Regions from separate parts of the Nomascus leucogenys genome. Here region 2 is linked to region 1. The links are chromatin contacts, called in public Hi-C maps. All regions are on one chromosome and are shown on one strand. Each heading gives the region's core, a stretch centred on a gene start, on an enhancer-like site or on the middle of the called end of the contact. The rest is flanking DNA. Distances are from core to core; before and after follow the strand shown.

What was found. Hi-C and Micro-C count contacts between places; a contact is called where the count stands out from the background.
Region 2: a Hi-C map of an unstated tissue shows a contact between it and region 1, with 2.4 times the contacts expected there. The contact joins two enhancer-like sites. A contact is called at or near these places in 2 of 4 Hi-C or Micro-C datasets (a lymphoblastoid cell line and an unstated tissue).

Annotation. Positions count from the first base shown.
Region 1 is chr7b:15,078,700-15,081,399 of Asia_NLE_v1, forward strand. No RefSeq gene overlaps it. Among named protein-coding and RNA genes, the nearest start is that of ISX, 70 kb to the right of the region's middle. Within about 2 kb of position 1,287, the one cell type or tissue checked has an H3K27ac peak away from gene starts, as active enhancers do. A contact at or near this core is called in a lymphoblastoid cell line, where this site is marked.
Region 2 is chr7b:15,160,232-15,162,931 of Asia_NLE_v1, forward strand. No RefSeq gene overlaps it. Among named protein-coding and RNA genes, the nearest start is that of ISX, 12 kb to the left of the region's middle. Within about 2 kb of position 1,395, the one cell type or tissue checked has an H3K27ac peak away from gene starts, as active enhancers do. A contact at or near this core is called in a lymphoblastoid cell line, where this site is marked.

The DNA of each region.
Region 1 (2,700 bases), core at 37-2,536:
ATGGGGTTTCACCATGTTGGTCAGGCTGGTCTCGAACTCCTGACCTCAGGTAATTGACCCGCCTTGGCCTCCCAAAGTCCTGGGATTACAGGCGTGAGCCACTGTGCCCAGCAAAGTTCAGGTTCTTTAAATCGGCTGAGGTCATAGAGCTAGAAAGTCTCAAACCTTGGATTTAATGAGCTCCCTCTCCCTATTGGTTTCTGCATCTTCTCCTAAGGTCAGAGTTGCCACCAGCCTATGTGGCACATTTGCACACATTAGAAGAAGGTGCATTTCCTCAGGTGGATGAAACCCCATACCAGCGTGCACAGCTTGCTGAGCAGAGCCCAGGCTGTATTGCAACCCCCCTGGCCCCCTCAGCTGAGCACCGTGTGCAGTGTGGAACTTCAATAAACATACATGGCAGCCCTGTCCAGGTCTGTCTCCTAATCCTGTGCTCTTCAAGACACACTGGGCCTTCTTGCAGCCAGATAGAATCACCTCCTCTTTTGCCTCCTTCACAGACATTCCTTCCATCCAGTGGATAAGTGGTTGGATGAGAATCATAGAATCAGAGAAGGAGGAGATAGAATTTGAATTATCAAATCCAAGCCTCTCATTTTATAGATGAGGATATTGACAACCAGGAGGTGGAAGTTACAGCCAAGGACACATCTTGAGTCATGCAGAGAAACTGTCAGCTCACTGGCCTCCCGACCCTGTTTGCATCTCATCCTCAAAGGGTTTTGGTCTCAGTGCTTGCACGCTGGTCTCTGGAACCCTATCCAAATGGTAACAACATGTAGGCTGCGACCAGGCCCTGATGTTCGATCTGGAGTTCCTTTCCTTCTCAGAGTGGCTGAGAGTTTGGGCTTTCACCCTTCACCCTCAGTTTGCCAAAGTCTCTTCTTAAGACACACAGAAGGAAATTTGGTAAATTACTTTCTCTTTCTTGTTACTCTCAAAGAGCAGTGCCACTTCCCTGCGGTTAGGATTAAATGAAAGAAAGCATTTGATGAAAGGCACAGTCACTCCCCAGGGGCAGGCGAAAGGGCTATTCCTTCTTCTGTCCTCTCCCTGGCCTCCTGCTTTCAAATACAGATGGAGCCATTCTCCTCTAAGATCTTCACGCTCAGGAAATCAGGGTTGTTGGCAGGGGAGGTATTCAGAATATTTAACCACCAGCAGGACCTGGGCACTGTCCAAGCAGGGCTGATGCAGGCAGTAGCTAGAGCAGAGTCCTAGAGCCCCCCTGTGGCTCCTGAGGCTGAATGAAGGGGGGCGGGGGAAGGTAGTGGTGGTCTAGTTGGCCCTGGGGGAGGGGCAGGGTGGCAGAGGCTCAGACAGAACAGAAATGGTTCAGTGACGAATGGTCTGCCTGTCCCCGTGCCTCCAGACTTACAGTCAACCCTGGCTGTTGGTGAGAAGTGGGTTAACCTCTGATGCCCACCCGCCAGGTACCTTCCCCAAGTCTGGGACAAGCCCCATGGTGGAAGAAGGTACTCAGGCCGAGGGGCCTGCGGCCCTCCCCTATCAGGTCAGAATTCCAGCTGGAGGCTTTCCCTGGGACAGCACGAGGTGCCACGGCTCCTCCCTTTACCTTTTCACCCCCGTGCCCTGCTGGTGACCCAGGTTTATGGGGCAGCCTATCTTCTCCTACAGTTGCAGGGGAACCCTTATCTCGGTGCTGATTATACTCAATAAGGCAGAGACACCCGCCCTGCTCTCTTGGGAGAACAACATGGAGCTCTAATTGTTTTATGGCCTCTTCACACTCAGAAAAGAGAGGAGAAATGGCAGCCACCTCCATCTGATTTCTGAGGCTTCTATTCTGCAGTTACCTCCTTGTCAACCACTCCTGAATCCCAAAACCCTGGTGTCGGTGTAGCTTTGAGCCAAATCTCCTGACCCCCAGCCAGGAGAGTTCCAGGGTAGTTGTGAGAAAACATCCCCAAACTGGCTTTTCCATTTGGTGAAAGGAATCTAGTTCCCCTAGATCCAGACAAAGCCCTCATCTTGATGGTCCTCTTGCCAGGCCCTACAACAGGCACTGGGACTTCCCCAAGCCCAGCCAAAGCAAGGGGCTGCACAAAGCCCGCCAGGCTGAGTAGAAAAACTCAGGTTTCTCAGGAATATACTGGCATTCCCTCCATCAGCCAAACTCCAAAGACTGACATCTGTCATCTCCTGGTGCCTGCGGCAGTCCAAGGAGTGGGTGGAACTGGGGAGGGTGTAGGGAGGGCAGGGAGAAGTAAAGATTATCATCCACACTTCATGGTTGAGGAAACTGAGACTAGGAATGTTAAGGGACCTTCCAGAGACAGCGAAGAGAAGAGCTGGGATTTGAACTCCAGTCTCTCCTTTTCCCTCCCCTTTCCTTCAGGGTCCTCCTCTCCCCTCCTCTTTCCTCTCCTTTCCTCCCCACCCCCCAACCTGCGCACACGTGCACACACACGCATGCACACACACGCATGCACACACACGCACACTCGCTTACCTCTTTCCTGGGTCTTTCTCAAGTCACCTCTCTCTCCTTCCTCCTCCCTTGTCTCCATCTCATCCTGCTCTCACTCTGTGTTTTCTGGCTGCCCTGCTCCATCCCTCTCAGCCTCTCCCTTGCTCTCTTTCCTCACCCCTCTCCCTCTCATTTCGCTTTCAGTCTCTGCTTTTTGCATCTCCCGCTGCCTGCTCGGTGGATATTATGCTTCCCTTTCTCTTCCT
Region 2 (2,700 bases), core at 145-2,644, 82 kb after region 1:
ACACAGAACAAAACCCTTTCAGGGTTTAGTAACCAGAGAGTCTGGACTTGACTCAAAGTGGACTCACATTCCTCTGGGTGGTTATGTTCAGCCTGCTTGGACCTTGAGTTGTGTATGATGGTTAAAAGCCTCCATTTATATCACATATTTCAAGTTAGTCATAATAATGTCTGAAGAACAGAATGTCAGGGTTGGTGTAGGATTTTCAGGGTCCCACTTAAACTGCTCTGGAGTAGAACTAATTTACCATAGATCATCTCCTTATGAACAGATGTGTCAAGCTGAGTAGACAAAGTTTCACCAATGCATTTATAAAGCACTAAGCATTAGCACATGGTGTGAATCTGGGGAAATTATCCGCTCAATCCTTCATTCAGCAAACATTCTTTTGGTGCCTACTAGTGTCAGACACTACAGTAAGTAGGAGAGATATATTGAACCAGACCGACATGGCTCCTGATGTGGTCGTAGATCAGAGAGGACACTAATGATAAACAAATAGAGAAGTGATAAAATAGTTACAAGCTATGGTAAGTAGTTTGAAGGAGTCAGTGTTGTGAATCGTATTACAGTTAGCCTTTCTTATTTATTACTAAATTTAGGATGGTGATTTTCACCCAGAGACAGAGTGATAATATGTCGCCCATCTTAACCCTTGGTATTGCCATGCTTAAGGCTATTAATTCTTGGTTGCATCTCAAAAGATGGGGCTGTTGAGAAAAGGGGAATGGAACTTGCAAATTGCTGAAAATTGCTTTTTTGAGAATCTCTTGAAATGCTGAGAGATATCTTGGGTACACTCCATCACCACTGTTGATGGGGTTGTTGGAAAATTAAAACTGGCTTTTAGTTCATTTTAATTTGAGTCAATGTGGATTTTGTCCTTCATTCTTGGTTTGATAAATAATGTCAGAAAAAAACCCAAAACAAATGAATAAAGAAATAAAACAATTCTTAAACTGTGGCCACTGTTAGCTGTGTGAAAAGGGGTTTGGAAGTGGCACAGTAATCAATATAAAACTTAAATCTTGCTATATAGTCATATTGCATCTTGTTGGGGATTCATTTTCAAAGATGTGACTCAAGGGTATGAACGTTAGAATTACAGTACTCCAGGAAGTCCCTTAGGTAAGTACCTTACTGAGATGTGATGTGTGCATTGGCTCTGGGGAAGTCCCAGGTGGCAAGTTTTTCTTTTCTAGAGTTGGAAGAAATGGCTGTTTCTTCAGATAAGTCCTAGATGAAACAGTTGTCTTATAGGGTTCATGTTTAATCTCTTGACTTAGGCTTGTAGTGGCGAGATGAGAGACCCAGAGAAAGGACTGATGGAGGGCTCAGTCCTGTCTTATGCTCAGTCAGGATGGTGGCTCCCAAGGCCCCAGCTAGGTGATTCTGCAGCTTAGAATCACCCAGTGAAAATGTTCACAAAGCTGGGCACAGTGGCTCATCCCTATAATCCCAGCACTTTGGGAGGCCAAAGTGGGAGGATCACTTGAGCCCAGGAGTTCAAGAACAGCCTAAGCAACATAGTGAGACCCCATTTCTACAAAAAATAGAGAAAAATTATTAGCCAGGTATGGTGGCATGCTTCTGTAATCCTAGTTACTTGGGAGGTTGAGGCAGGAGGATGGTTGAGTTCGGGAAGTTGAGGCTGCAGTGAGCCGTGATTGTGCTACTGTACTCCAGCCTGCGCGACAGAGTGAGACCATGTCTCAAGAAAAACCCCACAAACCCCCACAATTCTCTGTGACTGGGCCCCACTCACACTAATTATGTCAGAATCCTTTGGGGAGAGAGCTCACACACGACTTCAAGCTAATACATCTTTCAGGGAGAACATATTCTGGGGATGGTTACCTTTAGCAGGAATTTGGAGGGTGAGATTTCTGAGGTCCAGTTTCAAAGTGATACCCTAAATCCCTGCTTCTGAAACTTCAGTGTGCATTGAAATTTTCCAGAGTCTTATTGAAAGTGCAGACTCTGATTCTGTACAGTTGGTTTGTTAGACCTGGCATTTCTAACAAGCGGCCAGGTAATTTGCATGCGCCCATTGAGTGGCAAAGCCCTAGGTGATATGTAGAATTAAGTACTATGACATTTGAGAAGCGTTTCCTCAGAGCGCGACCCCAACCCTGGCTGCACATTAATATCACCTGGGTAACTTTAAAAAAATACCAGTGCCAGGCCTCTCCCCCTGGAGTCCTCCTGATTCAGTTGGTTTGGGGTGGTTCCCCAGCGGCAGTAATTTAAAGTTCTCTAGGTGATTCTAACGTGTAGCTAGGGTTAAGAATGTCTGCTCTAGAGGCTTGCTGTTTTTTTTGTTTGTTTGTTTTTAGCTTGAGATCAATGCTGCTCAGTAGAAATATAATGCATGTGAATTACTTACCTATGACTCTGTGATAAATTACTCAGGGCTTAATTATTTCACACGGTTTCTGAGGATCAGGAATCTAGGAGCAGCTTAGCTGGGTGGTTCCAACTCAAGATCCTGCATGAGGTTTTGGTCAGGATGTAGGCTGGGCTGTGATTACCAGAGACTGGACTGGGGCCAGTGAATCTGCTTCCAAGAAGTTTCCCTAACATGGCTGTGGATAGAGACTCAGACCTCGCCACGTAGGCCTCTCTATAGGGCTGCTTATAACATTGCATTTAACTTCTCCTGGAATAAGCAAAGAGAGAGAGAGAAAGAGTGAGTGAGCA